Linked DNA regions of Sus scrofa: all the other regions are linked to region 1. Evidence: chromatin contacts called from public Hi-C data. All regions are on one chromosome and are shown on one strand. Each heading gives the region's core, a stretch centred on a gene start, on an enhancer-like site or on the middle of the called end of the contact. The rest is flanking DNA. Distances are from core to core; before and after follow the strand shown.

The links. A called contact is a pair of places that touch in the nucleus more often than the background predicts.
Region 2: a Hi-C map of skeletal muscle shows a contact between it and region 1, with 3 times the contacts expected there. The contact joins the promoter of SCOC here to the promoter of TBC1D9 in region 1. A contact is called at or near these places in 1 of 5 promoter capture datasets (fetal liver) and 3 of 47 Hi-C or Micro-C datasets (fetal heart ventricle, heart right ventricle and skeletal muscle).
Region 3: a contact with region 1 is called in a Hi-C map of skeletal muscle, with 2.6 times the contacts expected there. The contact joins the promoter of RNF150 here to the promoter of TBC1D9 in region 1. A contact is called at or near these places in 1 of 5 promoter capture datasets (fetal skeletal muscle), 1 of 47 Hi-C or Micro-C datasets (skeletal muscle) and 1 of 2 datasets of contacts at active chromatin or transcription factors (skeletal muscle).

The regions. Positions count from the first base shown.
Region 1 is chr8:86,400,704-86,404,599 of Sscrofa11.1, reverse strand. TBC1D9 (TBC1 domain family member 9) reads right to left here and starts at 1,855. Exons shown (of 21, transcript XM_021101555.1): 1 at 757-1,855. The coding sequence starts at 886.
Region 2 is chr8:86,688,577-86,692,038 of Sscrofa11.1, reverse strand. It overlaps SCOC (short coiled-coil protein), which reads left to right and starts at 1,348. Exons shown (of 5, transcript XM_003357017.4): 1 at 1,348-1,404; 2 at 1,406-1,544. The coding sequence starts at 1,363. It overlaps LOC110262150 (a long non-coding RNA gene), which reads left to right and starts at 1,549. Exons shown (of 2, transcript XR_002346763.1): 1 at 1,549-1,603; 2 at 3,459-3,462. LOC110262151 (a long non-coding RNA gene) reads right to left here and starts at 1,310. Exons shown (of 4, transcript XR_002346765.1): 1 at 1,106-1,310.
Region 3 is chr8:86,086,266-86,089,721 of Sscrofa11.1, reverse strand. RNF150 (RING finger protein 150) reads right to left here and starts at 1,784. Exons shown (of 8, transcript XM_021101554.1): 1 at 540-1,784. The coding sequence starts at 1,038.

The DNA of each region.
Region 1 (3,896 bases), core at 606-3,105:
ACCAAGCAAACTAGTTAATAAAGGAATACCTTTCTAACGTGGCACTTCTTGGGATAGGGGTCTGATTTTACAATCCTGAATGATAACACATGGTTTTAGTAATAGTTACAATATTAGCAATGCTTTGTGCGGGGGTTTGGGAAAGTGATTGAGGTAAGAGTTAAAATGTAGTTATACTGCTAATTCTTTTTACAGCCAGATAACTTGCTTTCTTATGTCTAATTAGATGCAACAACAACAATTCCTTTTTCCTTATTTATTCTCTTAGGTCATAACTAATCTAGGAAATGACCACACCAGCCTCCTTTCCGATTGCTTCGCTGGAAACAAAAGAACATTTTATACCTGAACCTGCCATTACCAGTAAAGAGAATGAAGTAAAAATTAGCCATCCTTCACCTCTCTTGCCGGTATATAAAGCAATATTTTTTAAAGGTGGGAGGGGAGAAGTGCCGCGTTCAAATCATAAGGACTTATGCTCCCCCCTCCCCAGATTCACTCATCATCAACACCACCCACTGAATGGGGCTCCCGGTCCACGAAGGGCCCGCATCGCCTGGAAGCGGCAGAAAAGAGGCATCTCTTTTTTTTTCAGTCCGAAAATGATGACTACTGATGCTTTCAAGCGGCTAAGTGGGGCGGGTCGCCGGGCCCCGAGGGACTGGGCGGCGTCTCGGGTGCCCGCAGCCCGGGGCCGCGGGCGGTGCCGCAGCGCTCCCGGCCCCCCTCCCGCGGGGACACGCCGCGAGTCCTTACCCGCCAGTCCGCCGCCGCCGCCTCCATCGCCCGCGTGCCCCTTCCTCCGCTGCAGGATGAAGTAGGGGTTGGCTCTCTCGGTGATCCACAGCGCGTTGGCCAGCAGCACCTCCTCGGGGTTCACCCACATGTTCCCGGGCGCCGCGGGCGGCCGCACAATGGGGCGGCGGGTCGGGTCCGGCGCACACAGGCGCGCACTCCCAGGCACACGCGCGCCCGCCCGCCCGCCGGCTAAGGTGCCGCGGCAGAGAGCGGCTTCACCAGGGGGCTGCCCGCGGCGCCCGGGCCACAGCTAAGCTCCCGCGGGTGGCGGGGAGGACGGCGAGGACGCGGGCGCCGCGAGCAGCATCCTCTCCGCGGCGGCGCCGCCGCCTCCCGTGAGCCCGCGGCCGCAGACACCCAGGCCTTTCGCTCCGCAGCCCGCCTGGGGCCCACGGCGGCGGGAGGAGCGGGAGGAGGAGGAGGAAGAGGAGCGGGAGGAGGAGGAAGTGGTGTGGCTCAGTCCCGGGATCCCGCCCGGCGGCGGGCTGGGCTGCGGGCGACGCGAGCTGATTCGGCCCCGCGGGTCGGGCCGAGCTGATCTGGGGCGCGGCTGCTCCCGTAGCGCCCACCCACTGCCCGGGCCGCCTCCGTCTCTAGCCGGTCTAAGCCTTCGAGGTCCCCGCGCATTAACACTCCGCGTCGAAGCCGCTCGCACCCTCGGCGAAGCCCAGCTCCCTGCTGGAAGGACGCTCCGGACACTGCAAATGAATGACGACAGCGAGGCTCACTGCGAGCGAGCCCGAGTGACACCAGCTTCCGCGGACGCGAATCCTCCACCGGCCCTGCGAGCCGAGTGCGGCCGCCGCGTCTGGCTTTGCGGGAACCTTCTGGGAACCGGGTGGCAAGCACTCGGCCCCACGCCCATCCCAGCAGGGAGGACGCTGCCAGCCTCCGTGGGGGTGGAGGGGTGCGCGCGCGCTGCGTGTGTATGTGTGTTTATGGTTGACGCTCTGTAGGTTAGCGCCACCCCTCTTCCCAAGAAACGTGCTTCAAGGTTCCAGGCTGCGAGCTGGACCCGGGTCGGAAGTGGGCGCAGCCAATGGTTGTCGATGTTTTTGTTTCCTACATCCCTAGGGCAAGTCATGCGCTAAACTTGTCATCGCCTGTAACCCCTCCCCCTCTCCATTCCATTGTAATTAAAGTGGCCCAGCTAAGTGCATTACATCACTTCTTTCCTTGACCTGTAGGGCAGAAGCAATAGCGAAGTTGGAAGCAGCCCAAAAGCTTAGAGTAACTAATTCACACCACAGCTGTCCCTGTATGAGGCATTTGGCGCTTCGAGAACTGGACATGGCAGAATCCAAGGATTTATTCACACTTAATGGATGGATTTAAATTTTTTAAAAGAATCATTGAAATTAGAGACACACAAACCAGGCCATCTTTATCCCTAGACAGTTTTTCTTTCCCTTGTATTTCGAGTCTGTGGCCATCACAGACCATTCACCTACATATCCGATGACCTTTTTTTTCACTTCTTTTTTACACCCAGTAGATCTGCTGATAGCTGAGCAAAAAGGGGCTCCTCTTCCCAGATGATGGGAATTTACTAAACTCTGCTTTGTCTTGGACATAGGACAACCCCAGGGACCTCTCCCTTTCCAAAAGAGCAAAGCATTCAAATGAGACTTTCTTGTGTGGACTTCGCATTTATTACTTAGCTCTCTCTTGGATTGCTGACTTCCTTCAAATAGTCCAGTGAGCACCTGCCAGCTATTTTAATGAAGATGTCCCTGCACATGTTGGTTTCCTACCTAGTGGGCTCTTGAGAAATGCAAGTCTCCCTTTACATTATCATATTCGTTGACCTCCTGCCTCTTTAGGAAATAGTTTAGATTTCCAGACATTTGTGGTCATTTCACATTTTTTAACACAGACTCAAAAACATCTTTTGGTCAAGGTACAGTGCCTGCATTCACAAAATTTATTGTAAATTTTAAGAAATAAAAATACTGCAAACTGTATGTATGTAAAGTTGTATTAAATCTATATAGAATTCTAATATTTTGATGTGCTTCCATTGATATTCTTTTATTTTATATAATTAACATTAAAAAAAACTTGCTAAGTGCCCTTGTACTGTCTTTTGGGGTGTTCTTACAGTGCTCAAAGCTGTGTCTTGACCTCTCTACTCTACCCCTAAAGTGTGATTTTTTTTTTTTTTTTTTTTTTTGTCCAGCCCAAAGCTCTCTGGCCAGGGATCAAACCTGTGCCACAGCTGTAACCAGAGCCACAGCACTGATAACACTGGATCCTTAACCCACTGAGTCACGAGGAAACTTTGTTAAAGTATGATCTTAGCTTAACACTCTGTATCTCTTGGTGCCAAAAATCTTATTTACTTATGTAATTCATGTGTTCATTCACTCAACGTGTAATTATTGAATGCGTGCACTCTAGGCCTTTGGGATAAGTAAACAAAACACACAAAAATCTCTACCTTCTTGAAGATTAAGATGTAAAAATAGTGGTAAAAACCAAAACAAACTTAAAAAAACGTGTTGAGAACAAGATTGGACACAAAGAGGAGAGAAGAAAAAAAAATTAAGTCCTTAGCTATATTCTGGTTTTGTTTTTTGGTTTTTTGTTTTTTTTAGGGCCTCACCTGCAGCAGATGGAAGTTTCCAGGCTGGGGGTCTTATTGGAGGTAGCTGCCAGCCTACACCACAGCCACCGCAACAAGGGATCAGGTGGTTTGATCTGTGGGATTGTCTCAAACCACTTAAAGAGGCATTCAACAGATAAATAAAATAGGCTTAAAGACATCATAATCTTTGTCACCTGAGATTTCCCACCCATCAATGGAAAAATTCAACTCCAATAGGACTTTGATGGCCCCACTTTGCAGCAGTTAGTTGTTTGCTACTTAGTGGGCGGATCTGATTGAAACAAGATTGTGAGGGTAGTAAATTTGGCACCTCACCCCCATTCCCATTTGTGCTGGCCTTTCCTGCTTTTTTACCTCCGCAATGGTATAGTTCCCTCCCTCTCCTCACCCACTCCCAGTAATTACTTTGTCTCCGAGGAACTTGCCCATCCTTGGAAATAGGAAATAGAGTCTTAAGAACTTTATTTCAGCCCAACCTCACCTCTCTCCC
Region 2 (3,462 bases), core at 99-2,598, 290 kb before region 1:
TTAAAATGGTTTAAATGATAAATCTTTTATGCATATTTTACACTACTTAAAATTAAAAGCGGGAAAAAAACCCCAAACCTGTTCTTCTAGTGAAAAAAAAAAAAAAAAAAACCTCTCTTTTTAACGGTTCTCTTAGTCTTTGATATTCTGCAGTTTCATCATAATGTGTGCAGGTATGGAATTCCATATTTTAATCCTGCTCAAGAATAAGTACTTCTTGAATCTAATTCAAATATTTCACAACCCTGAAAAATTCTGTTATTATTCTTTGAATACTGCCCACACCCATTCTCTCTCATTTTGTCCCTATTAGATTTACGTTGGATCTTATTTTCCACTTATTAGCTCCTACATTGCATTCTCCTCATGGTGTGTAAATTTTCATCATGGTGTGTATCTTAATTCTGGTCAAGGCACAGTTTTCAAACACTGAAGGAATTTTTAAAATATATTCCTTAAAAGAAGTAAGGCTCTATCTTAGCAAACTGTTTTCAAACACTGAATGGAATTTTTAAAATATATTTCTTAAAAGAGGTAAGGCTCTATCTTAGCAAACTGTGCTAGAAGTCAGTCAAGAAATAGGAAGACGCATGGCTCACCTTTATAACTCAGAAGAATGTGTCAAAGCAAAAACAATAACAAATATTAAAAACAAGCAGGATGCTGCTTTGTGTCAAGTGCCAGGTATCTGTGAATGGTATAAAGCCAGATTACATTACATCACAAAGCCTGGCACACAGCATTTCACACTGTGTCTATACCTTGAGCAGGACATTTATTTACTCTTAAGTTTCATTTTATGGGTTGCGGTGAGGATCAAATGGGATAAAGTGATCAAAAGGGCTATACACCAAAATAGTACTATGATATTTTCTCAATCCTAAAATATGAATAAATGGTCAGGCGCACTGTGAATTTTGTAACAGTTTGGGTAAGATGCTGTGAGGTACAATCCATTAGGGGAGCACTTAATGGGAAATTTAAAAATATGGAAAAGTCTGCTTTTAGAATTGAAGAACCTCAGTACTTTTCCCTTTATGTTCACACTTGCCCTCTTCTTGATATTGAATGATTTCTCTCTTGCCCAGTGTTCGATTTTACCAACCTCCTGCCTGACAGCTGACAGAATTCGCCACACTCCCTTCCTGGCCTCATTTTCAGGGTCCTGCTGAAACTGAAGAGCGGCTTGTCTCAGGTTGGCTTTCACACGCTTAGTTTAGCTCCTGTACTGTCATTGGGTGTTGCGATTCCTGGACCCGCCCACAACTTCCTCAATTCTGATTGGATGCCGGTGTCCTTTTGTTATGGCAAAAGGTGGATCCCGGGGCTTTGAGATTGGACAACTGGGGCGTCGGGCAGCGAATGCGCAGGCGTGACTTCTTGAGTGGGGATTGGCTGACGACGGGGGCGAGACGGGGCGGGCCTCCCGCCTCGGCGCACGCTCTGTGGGCAGAGAGGGCGGGGCTGCTAGTGCCAGTCGACCCAAGTATCCCGGCCTGAGGCGTCCTCCCGATCCCTCCCCCTGCCGGCGCCTCTAACGGCAGGTGAGGGCCGTCGTGGGCCGCGGAGGGCCTAACCCCGGGCTGCTGGCGTTGGGGCCTCGGTATCGCCGAGGGCCTGGAGGGCGGGGCGGGCTGGATGCCGCCTGGCGCTTCGGGGACTTGGGAAGAGCATCTTACGGCCGGGGCATCTGCCGGTCGACTGGGGCCTGGCTCCCTGCAAACCCCTGCGCAACCTTTTTCTCATCGTCTCATTATTGGGCCCAGAGGTTCCTTTGTTGGGGGCCACCCTCCTTCCCTGGGGCGGACCTTTCCCCGCAGCTCCTGAGTCCAAGGCCTCTGTCCAAATCCTGGCCTGAAATGGGACCGCTGGAGGGGCGTTCGGGTGGGATGAGACCAGGCACGCCTGGACTTGACCGCGGCTGCTCTGCAGCGATGGGGGAGAGGACGCCGAGGCGCGGGGAGGGAAGCGAGGGAGCGGTAAAACAAGGGCTGGCGACATCCTTTCAGGGGCTGAAACCAGCCATTGGCTTGATGTTTCAATGGGCTACTCTTCAGGGTCCTGCTGGACAAGTTCGGGGGAGTTAGGGTTGGAAAGGAGAAACCGGAGACATTCCTGAAAGGGAAGACTTTTGTTGTTCAGTGTTTTGTTCCAGTACTATGACGTAATAGTTTTAAGGACAGATGCTGTGCTCTTTTCCCAACACTGTATCTGTACCTGAGGCTCCAAAGCTATGCCTGTGTATTCTGTGCCTATACTTACTCATTGATTAAACTCAGTATAGCTAGCCACGCTGGGGATCTAGTTTATGATCAATTCCTTAACCTGATGGAATTTAAAATTAGACTTACCTAACCACAACAAGTCAATCTGAAGGGATCTGAACAAGCGTTGCTGAAAGTAGATGCAGCTTGAAGGGAATGAAATTTGCCTTCAGTTGCTTAGATAATAGAAATATCAAAGGAATTTGACATCAAACTTTGCAGAATGTTTGGCACATTTAGTTTAGGGTCGTATTAATGTGTCTTCCATTGCATCGGGAAAAAGCAGGGACTTCATGTTAGACCTGAGTTCAAATTCTTGATTGTTCACATTTGTAAATTGCAATCAATGTCTTGTTGATTTGATGAATCAGTAACAGATGTAAAGAATTTAGTATATTAATGCATAGTGATGTTATTTTAGTAGTCTTATTAGTTTACTAGTAAGGGGATAACATGATAAAAATGAGTTTTAGATGCAGAAAAGTTGGGTGGTTGAGGTTGGACTGGGAAGTCTCAAAATCTCAGGTCTCAGATGTAAGCTTACCTGTGGTGCTGTGGTGGAACAAAAACTAGACTGGGACATTGACTGTAGTCTTGGTTGTCGGTAACTTCTGCTAATGATCTTGGTAAACCGTTATTAGTATCATCTTGGCCTAGGTTTATTAGTAAAATGAGGCAATTGGACTAGGTGATTTTTCTAAAATTCTTTTTGTAGCCTGAAATAGAGCTAAAAGGTAGAGAATAGCTTACATTACTGAATACCTTCTGTGTATTGTTGCAAGCACATTATATGTATCAACTCACAAAAATCTCAAGGAAACTATGAGGTACTGTTGTTACTAAGTTCATTATACAAAAGAAGAGACAGGCTGAGATGTTAATGGTTACCTAATGGTCCAGAGTTTATAAATAGCAGAGCTAGGATTTGAATCCAGGTTATCTAAATCCGAGTTCTTAATCACCATATTTAAACTGCCTCTTGTGAAGAGGGATGTCCTGGTACTCTTGGGAGTACAGGAGAAGAAGGTAGAGGGGTATTCCATAAGATGCTGGTCCTTGGTCACAGCTGGGTGTGTGGGCATAGAAGATGGGCCTATTATTGATGCTTGCCACACTTGCTAATCCTTGTTTTCTCTATACTTCCACTTCCTGGCCTTAAATTATCAAACTAATTCTAGATTCTCTTCCACTAAGGCTA
Region 3 (3,456 bases), core at 535-3,034, 310 kb after region 1:
ACTCTTAATCTCCCACGAAGAGCTGAAACCCGACTTGAGCAAGTTAGCAGTGGCAAGCGCCAGCGCTGGTAACCCTACCCACCTCCTGATACACAAACGCCACGCCGGCAGCAGTATACCTGATGCACAAACCCAAGTGCAGAGCTGGGTTATCAGATCTACCGGTTCCAAACAGGTGCCGGGCCGTCACTGGCCTAAAACAACAACCGAGCTCTGTCCCCCGTCCCCCACCTTCCAGATCGGACTCGGAAAAGTTAGTCCAGCACCCCTGGGCCAAGCCTGGTCCGAGTGGCACAAGGCGAAATGGAACACACTCTCTGGTTCCTCCCCGCATCCCATGCAGTTAGCCCACTCTTTGGAGACCCCACGAAGTAACACATAGCAAAACTTAGTAGGTTCAAGGAACAGAAACGCGGCTTTCGCAAAGCACAGACTTTCCAGAAAGGAGCTAGGAGGGAGAGGCGGGCGCTGGGTCCTTCTCGGCGTCTCCATCCTTCTCGGGCTCCCCTCCCCCGCCCCGCGCCCGCCGAGCCTCTTACCTGCGTGGGACATGGTGATGGTCTCGTTGGTGTTGGAGCCCACGTTGAAGATAACCACGGCGGAGGCGTTCTGCAGGAAGGCGTTCCGGATCTTATCCCTGTAGGTGCAGTTGCCCTTGGGGATGAGGGCTATCCAGTTCTTGCCGTGGGCCGGGGCGGCGAACTTAGTGTTGGGGTCGCAGGCCAGGCGGTCGTGGGCCGAGCTGGCCATGACCACCTCCCCGCGGGCGTCCTGCTTGGGCGAGTGCTCCCCGTAGCGCCCGCACTCGGTCTTCTCCGTGTGCAGCTCCGCGGCGAATCCGCCGCCGCCGCCGCCGCCCGCCGCCCCAGCCCCGGGGTCCGGCGCGGGCTCCGCGTAGGTGATGTTCACAAAGGCGGTGTACCATTCCTCCTTCTCGGCCACGGTGAAGTCCAGGCAGAGCAGATGCACGAAACAAAAGGAAAGCAGCCATGTTGAGAGAGCCAGGCTGCGGCACGCTTGGATGAGAGACATTGCCATCTTTATCCGCCGGGTCCCCCTCCCCGCCCCCCGCGCGCTCCCCCCGCGCCGTCCCTCCTCCCTGGCCCTGGCCAACCCCGGGCTGGCCGCTTCTCCTCCTCCTGCTACCGCTCCTGCTCACTCCTGGGCCCGAGGGGCCGTGGCCGGGACGCGCAGCCGCCGCGGGGACCGGATTCCAGGCAAGCGGATGGCTGCGGCCCCTTCCCCTTTCAGCCGGAGCGCGGCGGTTGCATCTCGCTTTGCGGGCGCCGAAAGGGCGCAGGATGAGGGGGCGCTAGGGGCTTGCGACAGAGTCCAGCTGCCGAGCGTCTTGCTCCTTCGCCCGGCTTCTCCTGCTTTCGTAGAGGTGGCAGGGGGCCCAACAGCGTGCCGGGTGGCGGCCTGGCGTCCTGCAGCCCCGGCGGGGGCGGGGGCGGCTGCTTCCAGCCGGAGGTGCCGCCAAGGTGTCCCGGCCGCTGACGCTGAGCGCTCTGACGAGCGGGTCCCGCTCCGGGCGCGGCGGCCGACACTGCTGCGAGTCCCTCTGGCTGAGGGCGCTCCGCTCCTAGCCGCGCTGCTGGCTGCGCCCGGCACACACTTGCCTCGGGAGGGGCCGGCTCGCGGGTAGCGGGAGCAAGCGGCCGGAGAGAAGTACGCCGTCTGCGTGTGTGTGTGTCTGTATATGTTTGTGTGTGTGTCTAGTGTGTGCAAGGAGGAGCTTAGTGTGATGTCAAAGACTGGGCTTCGCGTGCCACGCTCCCTTGGTCTCTCTCTATGGGCAGCAGCGACCCCTGCCGGGTCTCAAATTCAAACCAATCAGCGACTTGGTCCAGGTGGAGGCAAAAAAGGAAGCGCCTCTTGCTTCCTGCGCTGTAAAAGTAGAGAAATGTGTGTGTCAGTTTTCCGAACTGCAGGAGGAACTGCGGTGAGCTCCCTAATTACCCGTCCTAGGGCCAGCGGGTAAGGCTAGTTGGTAGCGAGGTTCTTTCCAGCACCAGGCCCGGACTATCTAGAACAGTGCCTGTCAAGTCGAAGTGTACATCTGCGCCCCCTTTACCCATTCCGTATCTCTGGGGTGGGGCTCCAGAATTTGCTTTTCTAATGAATTTCCCGGTTATGCTGACGCTGCTTATCTAGGAACCACTCTATATTAGGGTGAGTATAGAAATGGGCTTCTTTCTTACCATCTGGCAGCAAGCATGTGACATTTGTTTTCCTATAGAATGAGTGTTTTCTGACTCTATAAGGAAAGAGATCAGGTGAGATATTTCCTCACTACTTATTCTGGTTGTTCTGACTGGTAACAGAGGACTTAGTATCAATAGGCAAAGCAGGTTTGTTTGGGTTATTATTGTCTACAGTGTATTGTCTAGTCTGGCATAGAGATCACAACTAGTCAACAGAGCGTACAGCCCCTCTAGAGTAGTGTTCTTAAAACTGTGATGTAGCATAGGTCTTTACCAACTAATGTTTGACTGGTTGTTATCTTTTCACACGGTCATGTTCCTTAGCTTGAGATACCTGCCCTGTAGTCTCGAAAACAATTTGCTTGATGGTTCATAATCACCCACATTTTACTTCCCAGCTGGCACAGAGCACTCCGAGGACCCACTTCATGATGAAAACAAACGTCCACCTTTTCCCCAGGACTTTAGTGTGTTTACAGAAATCTGTTAATGGCTGTCCATCAGCACAACTGCTCTTTTTCCAGCAGCAGTACAAATAGCTGGTAGCTGTTAGGGGAGAGCAAAGACTCCCAGCTGTACCCAAATTAGAAGCAGGCACAAGAAGAACCACTTAGAGGAATTTGTCCCTATGGTATTGGATGTGCTGGATTTGTGTGTTTCCCTAAACTTAGTCATTTTAGAAAATAGGCTTCTAGGCAATTGGGACAGTGCTTTTTATAGTGCCTAAAACCAAGAAGGTAAAAGTGGAGACTGCCTGGCTGCTCGTTTCTGAACCACCAGAGATCTGAGGGAAGTGTCCTTTGCCTAAAAAAGCCCAGTGAGGTTTTGTACAGATGCCTCACAAACCAAAGTGGTTCCCCATATCTCTCTATCTCTTAGTGATTTTCTTCCAGCCACAAAACTTGGTGAACCTGTGTCATTAAGAATGCATGACTATCCCTGCCCTTTCCTTCCCTTGGAAAAGTTAGAGGCTGAAGAGATGGAAGGATCAAGGAGATTCTTGATCTCCATCCTGCTTGGGAGACTGATTAATTACAGGGGCACTGGGCAAATAAGTGAAATATTAAATATCGTGGGAGCTGGATTTCTTAGTGCTGGAGAAGGAAATTCAAATATGGAATGATAGAAAGCTATTAAAAACCTCGAGGTGTTAGATTGGATCCAAAATGAGTGTGAAATCATGATATATATACCGCAGAGCTATTGTCATTCAGAAGCTAGAAAAAAATGGGCACAGTGGGTGGCCAGAAGA